Linked DNA regions of Capsicum annuum: region 2 is linked to region 1. The links are chromatin contacts, called in public Hi-C maps. All regions are on one chromosome and are shown on one strand. The core of a region is the stretch at or near the end of the contact, and the rest is flanking DNA. Distances in the headings are between cores, read along the strand shown. Region 1 has its middle 17 kb from the start of LOC107870958. Region 2 holds the start of LOC107870961 (probable methyltransferase At1g29790).

Region 1 (6,567 bases), core at 1,591-4,090:
AAACTAACACGTCGGCTATTTTACATGCTATTTATTAGCCCTTTATTTTAATAAGCCACACGCTAAAGGAAAAGGGAGCCACATGCTAAAGGAATAGGATTTTGTGACTCTTCATTCTTTTCATAACCATTCTTCTTTCTTCTTTCTTCAATCTGTGATAGTTAAGAATCCAACAAAACTCATATCTCTTTTCTTCTAGTTCTTAAATTTTTTTATTAAGAAACCAACAAAACTCATATCTTTTTTCTTCTAATTCTTAATTTTTTCTATTTAGGTTATCTAAATTGAATTGAGTTTCTTCTTTTCATAACCATTTTTCTTTCTTCTTTCTCTTCTTTCTCCAATTTGTGATAGTTAAGAACCCACCAAAACTCATATCTCTTTTCTTCTAGTTTTTAATTTTTTCTATTAAGAGAACCCAACAAAACTTATATCTTTTTCATTCTAATTCATAATTTTTTCTATTTAGGTTATCTAAATTGAATTGAGTTTGTGAATTATGTGGGTGGATGAAAAACGAGATAGAAGAATGAAAGAAGAAAAAATATGCAAAATCTAGAGGTTGATCGGGATGGAAGAAAAGGGCTATTGTGTTGAAGCTAAAGTAATAATGGATAGATATATGTCGAAGAAATTTGAAGGAAATGAATTGGTTTTGAAAAAAAATGTGTTTTATGATTCGAGATTGCATAGGATTGATTATCTATGGAGATTTCTGAGAAATGAAAGTTTGTATATGATGTGTATAAAAACTGTATAAGAACTGTTTATTTAAGGTTTGTATATGATGTGTATAAAACTGTATAAGAACTGCATATTTGAGGTTTGTATATGATGTGTATAAAAACTGTATATTTGAGGTTTGCATATGATGTGTATAAAAATTGTATATTTAAGGTTTGTATATGATGTATATAAAAATTGTATTATATAGAATATATTTTCTATATATGATCTGTATAGAATTTGTATCATTGTTGTATAGAATATGTATATCGATAGGATGTATATAAACTGCATAAATATTGCATAGAGTTTGTATCTAAATAATTATTTTACATAAATAGTGTACAAAATGTGTATAACCTCTTGGCAAAAATAAAAGACACGAAAATAGTTTTAAAACATGTATGTGAGTCATTAAAATATGCTATTTAAAAAAATTATCTTTCAAAAAAATATAAAATTTTATTTGGTTACGACATTATAAATTAGTATTTGATTATTTTAAAAGAAAACTACAAAATTTTATTTGATTATTTTTTTTTATTGATAGTATTAAAAAAAATATACAGAAACATCAGTAAAAAAATGAGCACAACCAAAATAAAAGGAAAAAGGAAGAAAACACAACTACCAAAAAAATAAGAAAACAACAATGAAAAATAGCAAAAAAAAATATAATTTTTATACTTTATATAACAATAATAAAAGAAGCAAAAGAAGCAACAACAAAAGTAAAGCAAAAAAGATAAAATCATCAAATTTTTTTAAAAGTCAAAGTCAAAGAAAACGGTGAAAAAATAGCTAATTTTTTTTTTTTTTTTTTAATTCATGGCCATTTTCATAGCTTTATTTTATACGAAAAGGCTATTTTTATCCTTCTCCTTTATCTTTAGCCTTTGATCATTTGAAATTCATAAGGAGTATTATTATGATCCAAATCGAATATGCCCTTTCTATCTATGTTGTGGATCCTCTCCCCCTCATTCTTTTTCCTTCTAATTATCAGATAATTCATTTACCTAACTAACAGATATTTTATTATTGAAAAAATATATACATTAGCAAGCTAAAATTCATAATTAAGTTAAATAATAATATTTTTTAAAAAAAAATATACAACAAAAATAACAATATTTTATCGGAGTCAAGCCCCTACAGCTTGTTATAATTATCATGTGTAATTTCTCCCCTTTTAAGGCTTTGCCTTTACACCCTCCCCCCCTTTATTTTTATTTCATCTCTTTCTTATTTTTCAATTATTCTCCTATATTTTAAATTTCAAATTCTGCTATATTTTTCAAGCTTTCTACACAAAATCGTGTTCCGCAAAATTAGGTAAACATTGATTTCAGTTCTTGCATGTCATTTCTTCCCCAAAATTTATTTAGTTTGTATTATGTATATATTACTATTGTCATCATCTTTCATTCTTTAAACTTTTGTTTTTAGAATTGTGGAGGTTTGCTTTAATGACAGAACACAGACTACGTAGAAGATCTAATAGGGTATATCAATTTGGTTTCCGATAATTCACCATTCTTTAGTATTGAACTTTCTCAAGTTGAAAATACAAATGCAGTATATACGCTTATACAATCATCAAAATTAGTAAGCATTGAAAAGGTGAGAGCGAGACATTGTAACGATCCAGAAAAGGTTAACAAATCGACATCGTAACAATCTAGGGAATATGTATTTAATGTTGTCTTGTGAATCAAATATATTTACATGTTACTATTTAAAGTAATTAGCAAAAAGTTATTATGTGCCTTCTAATTAATTGATCTAATTTGCTATTTGTGATCTTTTCTCCAATCTAATTACCACCCATTTGGCAACCCCTTGTTGTAACTATCTTACATCCTTAATTAACGGTGGGAGACAAGTCTTGAAAATAAAATTAAATTTAATAAAGTATTTTTTTACCTCAAAAATACTACTGTTCAACACAAATTTGAATTAATCAAATTTTTTTCTTTTTCAAAAAAGGATACTCGTCTTCTCAAGATTAAAATTGGTGATATGCCTCTTTCCCACAAACAGCACGCTTTCACCTCAGACCAGAGGACCTAACACTGTATATTTTGAACGAAGAATAATGACACTTGATAAGGAAATGAATATTTAATTTTTTTTTAAAAAAAAAATCGACATTGGCTTTCTAGATAGAGACAAATGAATATAGTTAAACAAAGAACTCTTTCTTTTCCAAATTTATTTTCAAATATATTATAAGAATGTATAAAAGATATTGTAAATAATTATAATTGGCCAACTGCCTACTTAATTAATTATGAAATTGTCCCAAGAATGATGTGAGTTGGTCTCGTCGGTTAAAATTTATACGCATCCGGTGTATGCACCAAGCTAATACATGTATGTGATGTGTTTGAATTTAGAGTTCATGTTACATAACTATGATTAATTAATAAATATTTTACTTAATTTAATTACTTCTCTATAATAAAAAAATCTTAATTTAATGTATATATCGGATGCGTGTAAGTTTTCACCGTCTCATTATGATGAGTTAGAGACAATAAGCTGGGATTGTAGGTGTAAAGGTTGTTTATTACTATATTTTTTCCATCCATTTTTACTTGCTTGTTGTTGCCTTGGTATATATTTTAAAAATAATAAAGAAAAAATAGATAAAATATTTATTGAATTTTATATAAAATAGTAGAATAGCTTTATTATATCACTCTTTGATATGATAAATTTAATATTTTAAAAAATACATTGAGTGATGTTCTAAAATTAATGGCCCGTTTGGCCATAAATTTTTTTCTTTTTTTCCAAATTTTTTTCACTTTTTTTAATTTTCCAAAAATTGTGGTGTTTGTCCATGAAATTCCAGAAAATTATTCCGGAGTTGGATTCCAAAAAGTGAAAACAACTTTTTGTTGTTTTCATAATTTTTCACTCCAATTTTTTACTTTCATTATTATTATATATAACCCAATCTTTAAATTTTTACACAAATACCTCTTATAACTACAACCACCAAGAAAAAAATAATTATTTGTTTTCTATGGTACAACATCATTTTTAATTGTTAAAGATATTCTAATCTCTTTTTCTTCTTTTAATCAAAATTTACTAACGTGAATTAAAAAGTAATAAATGGCAATCTATGGCGGAAATATATCAACTTTGTTTTGAATGAACTATATTATAGAAATATAAGGCCTAATACATTATGTTATTTAAAAACGAGAAATTTAATATTTTTCTTGTCATTCTAATTTTCTGTATATGTCATATAATGGTTATGACGATTTTACTAAATTATTAAAAAGTGGTCAATAAAGTCGCATATCAAACATAACGTAACGATCCATATTGACGATAACCTTATTTTGGTTTTATGGATTTTGAACAGAGACGAGTGTGGTAATTAGCTTAACAAAAGTTTGTTCTCTTTACCCAAAAAAAAACATATATATTCAAGGAAAATTAGTATCATCAATAAAGAAAAAGCAAAAAATTAGCACTAATCTATTCAGAAATAATTCATTCGTAATTTTTAAAAAAAAAATCAAATTCAATAAAATAATTAATTCAAGTGAAAGTAATCAAGAATTTTTATCAACAAATTTAAGAATATATAAAATATATTTATATCCATCAATCATATTTATCAAAATATATTTTCTCTATTCAATCGATTATGGTTAGATAAACTTATTTAGCTCATGTTTGTGATATTTTTATTCAAATTTTAGAAGAATAACAAACATAATAATTAGTTTGTTGTTAATTATTTTATCAATTGAAGACATATAAATTATTTTCTCAACATTTGGTTGTATGCTAGTAGGTAAATTAGTAGTTGAGCGATTTTGATAATTTTTAAAAGTTGAGGGTATAAAATCATATTTAAAAAAGATTTTTCAAAAATCTAAAAAAAAATTTCAAAAAGAAATGACCAAACACAACTACAATTCCAACTTCATCTTCAACTCCAACTCCAACTCCGAAAAAAATAATTTTTATGGCCAAATGGCTACTAAGATGCACGTAAATACATGAAGAGTAAAGAGGATATATTAGCCAAATCACATTCAGAATTGAGTTTTTCTTAAAAAATGTGTAAAATCTATATATGTCAACTATTTTGAGAAAAGAAAGTAATATTTAATAGTAAAAATAAAAATAAACAAATAATAAATTATTTATTAATTTTTCAAATTAAACTAATACTATCGAACATTTATATTTAATATATGGACAAATAAAAATAAATAGATGAAGTGCAATATGTATTTATTAGTATTATTATTTTCGTAGTGATGATGGAAGCCATCTTCCAGATTTTGTGACTTTTGCCCAATGTGATGAGGGACAACTAAATCTACCATCTAAATGGGGATCACAATTGAAAATGAAAGGATCAACATAGTAAAAGTCCAGAACCAAAGTATGCCCCACGATTAAAAAAAGTGTACAACGTTTTTTAAATAGATTTTGCACTTATTAAGTGCACAATTTCTATTCACTTTTATGGCTGACATTTAAAATATTTATTATTATATATATGTATTTGTATATAAAAAAAATTGTAGTATGAATACGATAATTTGTTATAAGCATATATGATTTTTATTTTATTTTATGTTTTTAAAGGGTAATCTATTTAAAATATAACAATAATAATAATAATAAAATAAATTTCCCTTTAAAAACATAAAATAAAATAAAAGCATAAATAATAATAATAATAATAATAATAATAATAATAATAATTGTTATAAGCTTTCAAACTAAATAGTTTCACCATAATACAACCACATGATTTTAATTTCACCAAATGATGTGGTACAACGAATGGAGCTGCTCCTCCTTTAACCAGAGGTTTCGGGTTTGAACCCTAGGTATGAAAAAATTCTTGGTAGGGAGCGCTTTCCCCCGAATGGGACCCTACGCGGCGCGAATCAGAATTAGTCGGACTCCAATGCAGGTATCGGACACCGGATGAAAAAACAAAAATAAAAACACATGATTTTAATGTAAACCAAACTAAACTAATAAATAATTTCAATAAATATACTTTTAAAATATTAAATTTGATTATTTAAAGTTGCAAAGACAGCTTACAAGTCATTCAAGATAAATTCACTGGAGGTATGAATCAATATTGAAAGGTAATTATTTTTTTTCTTCTTAATTCTATTCCCCCCCATCCCCACCCCACCCCCCTTTTTTGTCTTTGTAACAATTAAAATGAGATTAATTATAATATTGTAAGAATTTAATTAGATTTTAAGGGCCAAGACATAAAAAATAAAATAAAGTGTAATTAAAAAAAAATGCACATAGCTAATTACAAACTATTCTATTTTTTAAGTGTGGTTTTTAATTCTATTGTTACTTTGTAAGATAAATCTATTAATCTAAATAATCTTATTGAATAAAATAATGATAAATAATTTTATTATATTATTTCATTGCCTTTTAAAAATTAGAAAAAAAGATTACTGTGATAATTTAAAAGTGGATGGCTTTTTATATGATAAATAAATAAAAGAGTGATTTATGTGTGATAAAATTTAAAGTTAGATAATTTATATTAATAAAAAAATAAAAAAAAATGTATGATAATTTTTTCACCCTATTTTATTCATGTTATTTGATTTTTTGTAAATAAATTAAAAAAATAAAAAAGTATGACATTCCAAGAAAAAGTGAAAAGGATAATAATTACACGGAACCCATAATGTGCACTTGTCAAATAATGAAAAGTTTCACTCAAATATGACATCACACACATCATCCGCCATAAAATTTTTTCGTGTTAAGAGTATTTGTACTTTAACAGAGAAATACTATTATATTCGT
Region 2 (6,567 bases), core at 2,412-4,911, 230 kb before region 1:
CCCCCACCCCACCCCCACCCCACCCCCACACACACACCCCACCTCAAATTTTGGTACTGTAGGTAATCATCACTCTTCTTACAAAAAAACGAACAACGGGGACTGTAACTTCTTGTCAGCTAAAGTTCCTCTTGTCACTAGCTACATTGTTACTTATACCAAAAACAAAAAAATCATTTTATTAGCTGAACTGTTTCAAGCTTGCTAACCATATAATCTCCGTGCATAACAGAAAAAAAACACCTGCGGAAGTGTACTATATTCCCTTTCCACCCATGGGAGCCCAAGGACCTCAGGAAGCATGGTGTTGTACTGTGGGTACCTATGAGTATGGAAGAGCTCATTGCCTCAGCTTCGGAACAGCTGAACTTCCCATCCGTCTCTTGTATTTTATCAGAAGATGCAGGTAAAATTCTTGATATAGATATGATTTCTGATGGTCAGAAGTTGTACCTGATCAGTGAAACAACTTGAGAATACCTCGTCTACATATAATTACCCCGTACAGCTTTTGGGTTTGTGTATATTGTCAGCCAAGTTGAAGATGAAATAAAATACTTAAACTCACTTCTGCTGAGTGATGATATTGCAATGAGGCATCTTCCCACTGTAGCAATTTATGCTTCTCGACTTGAATGTTGTTTGTAGTGATTTGGTACTTGTACCTTGCAATAGCAATTTCTGCTGTTGTAACATGAAGTCTTAAGTTTTACCATACAAGGCTGTTTTTGCGGCAGGATGCCGTTACTGCAATGTTTCTATAGTTGTCAAAAATTGAAGTGAGATTCCATGTTCTGTTGGCACTTTTCTATTTTACTCCAATTGTCTTGAAATCCTATATTTACTCTATTGAAGTTTGTACATGGAATCAACAACTTCAAAAATATTCTTATAGTACCCCATCAGTGTTTATTCCCTGGACCTTGCTTACATGGGATGCTTCTGTTAGTGTTTATATGACACGATCAAACTGTATATGACCACATGGGTTGAAATTTTTTGCAACCCCATGAAAGTGATGTTAGCTCACCAGTAGACAAAACAATGTGTTATGTCATATGCTATTGTCTTTTTGTGGTGCCCGTAAAATGGCTTCAGTCTTTCCCCACTAATTCTGGTGGGAGCTTTCTTCTAATTCAGCGCTCTATAATGGTCAAGCCAATTCCAAGCTTTCCTTTGCTAAATTCTCCTTCATGTTATTCCTTCTTGGACAAAGTAATATATACAGTGTTAGAAGTCATCGCTTTGTCTAGCGAGGGTTATAGGTGAAAACATGTGCTTCAAACAATGACGCACAAAATGATCCAAATGGCAGCCTTCGGATTCTTTGATTCTCAATTGGAGGGATTTGATTTGTATTGGCATTATTTTACGTTGATGCTGAAATCCGTTATTTTAATTGCGACTTGATAATTATAGTACTAGATCCATACATGTAAGATATTCTAATTTGTTTGTACATTGTGTGCTTCACTTTCTTTCGTAACTATTGCTTGGAAATAGCTTTGCCAAATTCCAATGACCTAATTGACCTATGAGTCCAATTTCACATTTTCAATATGGGTGCTTCATCCATGAACAAGAAGTTTTGGTTCTGTAGCCCCTTACAAATTTTTTAGTTTTATGTCGTTTTCACGAGAGATTTCATTTTTCCAGTTATGAGAATGAAAAGGTCATTTTCTTCTATTCAACATAAGTGGCCGAATGAGATCATTTCCTCATGAAGGTACAATCTTATGCTCTAAATATGGAATCTGGTTTTTGGCATTATCACCAGAAAATATAAAAGCTAACCAGGATTTGGTCCACAAACATAACAACTCATACTAAGTTACATCAAACTGTTAGTTTATATCTGGAGATGTCATCTAAAACGAATCGGTAATAAAAAGAAAAAAACATTAGTCCTGAAAGAAACCTCCTTTTTTACTTCTAACAAAGTAATATAGTAAGAGAAACATCTAATATTGTCACCAAGAATTCTTGAGTGGTTTCTCCAACAGTGCTGAAAGATACATCTCATTCAGCTCGGGGCCTCTGTCCAATTTTCGCCCAACGACCCACTTGACCTTATTGAACCCAATGCTCTCTATAAGGGGAACATAGAGTTGCGCAAATTGCTCACCAACACAGAAGAAATGGTCAAGCCAGAACAGCCCACCAGGCCGAAGCACTCTATAGATGTCGAAAAATAAGAAGTGGAGCAGTGTTGTTGGTATCCAATTACTCAACACATGCATTGAGTGCACTATATCTAATGTATTGTCAAAGAAAGGAAGTCTCTGTGAAATGCTTATATACAAAGGTATGACTCCTCTTGATGCTATAAATGTATTGAAAGGACCATTGAGATTCATTGATGTTGTTAATATTGTTATGTTCCTTTCTCTCATTCTTACAGCAAATGTAGCCACACCACCTCCAATGTCGAGTCCTGTTCTGATTGTACCAGGATTCTTCACTGCCAGTACTTCATCTATAGAGAAGTCAAGACCAGCTCCCTTTGTCGACAACCAACGGTTTTTCTCTCTACCATTGAGGTCAAAGCAGTCTTTGCAATCATCAAATCCTTTCTGAGTTTTCCTGTTGATGAGACATTCATAGTTTTTGCACGTATATGCTGTCCAAACCACAGATGAATCTGATGGTACTCTCCAAAAACCCTCAGGAAAAGGGTAAGGCTCAACATATTCCTTTTGAGCAGCAGGACGACATCTGCGGCGAGGGAGAGGCTCACAACCTGTAAAAAAAAAGGAGAGGAGATTTTGAGGAACAGATTGCTTAATTCCTCTCCTACTTGCACAATTATAGAGATTATCGATACAACCAGACCTCTCCCTAATAACATTTCACTGTAACGGACAAGTTTCTTTTGGAATCAATTTTTCATGTTATGTTATGCTACACGTTCTCTATAACCACATTTGCACTACAACAACCAAAAGTATCTGGACAAACGACGTTGTTATAGAGAGGTTTGACTATAAACACCTTTCCTATATCTACAAGGAACAGTCCCTTTCCACATTAACAATTTCTTAATTTCTTAACACAAACCTTTGAGAAGCAGCTTCTGTGCTAGGAGCTCATCATCAGGGCAAGAACCATTGACTCTGTATGACATGTAACGACGAAGTAAATCCGGAAACCTGGTACACGGATGCCCCACTGGAGGGATGATTTCGTCAGAATCAAAGTTTCTGCTGAATCCAAATGGTAGTTTATGTGGAGATGTGAAAGCAAGGAACTCAGATGGAAGGTCTAAATCAGCTGCTGGTTTATTAGATTCTTGAACATCATCACCTCTATTTGCTGCAGGCTCAACAACCAAAGGGATAGAAGTATTAAGTGATGAAACAGTGGCAATGGCATTATATGTTTGTTGGTATAGAGCACAAGAAGAGTTCTTAAAAGTGTTACAAATGAAAAAGGTGAGGAGATTTGAGGACACAAGAAGGAAGAAAAAGAACAGATTTGGGGAAAAAGTTCTTGGCTTATGAGATGAGTCCATGAGCTTTTTTCTTTTGGACAATAAAAAAGCTTTGTTCCCTTAAAAGTTTAATATGAAGTGTAGAGTGTAATGATAACTGGTATCTATATGCTTATAGATATAATATCCGGCATGTGAAGTGTTCTTTTCTAATTAATTTGAATTTAACTAGTATTTTCATCCTTAATTAAGGTGGATTATACCTCTACTGCCCTTCCTAGTTGGGGAGGTGTAATTATTGTATAGGTGAATCTAGCATCTTAAGTCAACTGAGTTGAGATTCAGCTAGTGTGAACTTATATATATCACTAAAAAAAATAAAGGAAACGTTTAACATATTCATACTTATCAAGTCAAACCTCAAACTTATGTGTGCTTCTTGTGATTGAATTTTTCCAATCTTATCCCTTTCTATAGATCCACTACTAAATGCGAGAGAAATGTTTTCCTAACCTTTTACAAATTGTTTTAGTTTTATGTTCTTTTTACATGAGATCTTATTTTTATATATCAAGATCCAAAAAGATTCTCCAAACCTCACTTATATAATTTCACCGGATATGTTATTGCTGTTGCTGCTAATCCTTGCTGATCCATCGTTAAATAGGATTAGTGATGGATAAGTTCCTTTTTCTTTCTTCGTGTGTAGTCATTTTTTTCATATATATGACTAGTCCGAACTGGAAGTAATGAGTTTACGTGGACCCACATAATACTGTCAGTAATAGATTAGTGAAGCAGGTGCTAGACATTGCAGAAACTACACATTTGTTTCATCACAAAAATCCAAGATCTGTTATTTTTATAGTTTCTTATATGTGAAGCAACATATAGGGCAACTAGCACATTTCCAACTTTAAGATGGACTTAGTGCATTTTTTAGTGTGTATTTATATAATACCCCATCCAGTTCATTATTTAAAAAAGAAATTTTCAATTTTACTCTTTATTCATTTTTACTTGTCTAATATATTAAAAATTATTATCCAACTTTACTCATCTAATTTGAAAAATCAAGATATAATGTTATTATGTGTCTATTTTGTCATTGTTAGTAGATACTATTCATTCTACAACACTTACATGATTTATAATTAATACGGATGATATAGTAAAAATACTTTTTGATTTATTATTTTTTAAGGGGTGTGCTAAGACAAATATATCAAGACCTAATATTGCCTCTGTTCAATAATATTTGTTCACTGTTAATTAACACACCATAAGAAACAATAAATAATAGAAGTAACTTTATTATATCGCCCTTTGAATATACTCTCTTCGTTTCTAAATAAGTGTATGTTTTGCCTTTGATTTTATTCCTAAATAAGTGCATGTTTAAGCTCTCAAGAATATTTTGATTATAATCTTCCTAATATGCACTTGTACCATTAATATCTAACTCTTCATATTAAATGTAATCAATGTCAACTTGAAAAAAGATATAAGTTTTATTTAGGGAAAAGTTGGTAAAATTACATTTTATTTTATAGGAGTTAGTGTTTCTTCTAATCTAAACTAAATAAATTTTTGACTCAATAAACACTGTTGAAGAAAAGAAATTAGAACATAAATTATACATTACTTTTATTTTTACCAATTTAGATATTATCAAACTATTCTTGAAATTTTAGTCATATTAAAATAAAGTTAATTACATCTTTTGAAACTAATAGTCTAGAAAGTGTAAATTAATGATAAAAATTGGGAGAAATTTCTAACATTTCTACTGAAGAAGGAACAATTCACTTATTTTGGACATTAAAAAATAATTCAAAAGTTTACTTATTTTGAATTAGAGGGAGTAATTTATTAAGGGGTATGTCAAATTTAAAACATGCACTTATTTAGGAACGGAAGGAGTAATAAATTTAATGCATTGAATAGTGAATAGTTTTCCTTTTATTTCAAAAGGAATAACTTGTTTTGACTTGATGCGGAGTTTAAAAAAATAAAGAAGGCTTCTGAACTTTGCGGTTTTAAACTAAAGTTAAGTCAAATATATTAAAATTTCATTTAATCTTGTGGTTTTAAATATATCACGTGTGGAAAGTTGAAATTAAAATCTTGCAAAGAAAAATAAAAGGAAAGGAGCATTCTTTTTTAAACGGATTAAAAAAAAATAGGATATTCCTTTTTAAATGGATAGAGTATTTAATATCAAAATAAAATAAGCATAAATTAATAAATTATCTATTAATTTTTCAAACTAGACAAATATTGTTGAACGTCTATTTTTATTAACATCGACAAGTAAAGATAGAAGAAGGAAGGGGAAGGAAGAAGTACTAAACATCAATTAATATGTATTATGATAAAAAAAATAATTTATCAATTATTATTTTTTAAAAGGATTATAAAACATAAAATAATAGATATATAAAAATGAGCGAAAAATCTTATTTTATTATTAAATCTAGATACACTTCATTATTTAATTCCAAATTGGTAATGTAACTTAGTGATTACATTTTGAGGTGCATATTTTGCGGCATAAGTCACATGATAGTTTAGTAGCAATTTCTTGGAAGTCGTATTGACGTTCTTTTTCAACACAGTTGTTGAAGTTCAAGAAATTTTCTAAGCTGTATGCATTTATTATTGTCTCACTACATGAACATTTCCTTTCCGTAACCTTCAATTTTGGATATGTATAAGTAATTAAATTTTATATAAAATTAAATGTGTAAATACACACATTTTATATGATATAATACATATAAAATATCATGTAGAATAAAAATTGACTATGTAGAACACAACATAAAACATATATATCTACTTATATAACTTTATGATGCTCTATTCGTTTCGTATTAGTTGACCTTTATAAATTTGATACACCCATTAAGAGAAATATTTAATTGGGGTCTATTTTATCAAATTAGTCTTATTAATTATGTTTTGAAAATATAAATTTGAATATATACAACTTGTTTAGTCATTTAATAATAAGAATATTATTGAAAGAACATATTAAAATTCTCTTGATTTCATCAATGAGACAACTAAATTGAAACAAATATTTTTAGAAAAAGGATCAACTAAAATGAAATGAAGAAAGTACAATTTTAAGT

The links. Hi-C and Micro-C count contacts between places; a contact is called where the count stands out from the background.
Region 2: a contact with region 1 is called in a Hi-C map of placenta, with 5 times the contacts expected there. The contact joins the promoter of LOC107870961 here to the enhancer-like site in region 1. A contact is called at or near these places in 2 of 5 Hi-C or Micro-C datasets (leaf and placenta).

What each region holds. Positions count from the first base shown.
Region 1 is chr5:176,452,959-176,459,525 of UCD10Xv1.1, reverse strand. No RefSeq gene overlaps it. Among protein-coding and RNA genes, the nearest start is that of LOC107870958, 17 kb to the left of the region's middle. Within about 2 kb of position 2,840, at least 3 of the 5 cell types and tissues checked have an H3K27ac peak or open chromatin away from gene starts, as enhancers often do.
Region 2 is chr5:176,681,409-176,687,975 of UCD10Xv1.1, reverse strand. LOC107870961 (probable methyltransferase At1g29790) reads right to left here and starts at 3,661. Exons shown (of 2, transcript XM_016717681.2): 1 at 3,058-3,661; 2 at 1,722-2,740. The coding sequence starts at 3,511. The coding sequence ends at 1,971. It overlaps LOC107870960 (potassium channel SKOR), which reads left to right. Exons shown (of 15, transcript XM_047413274.1): 14 at 233-406; 15 at 1,657-2,305. The coding sequence ends at 1,724.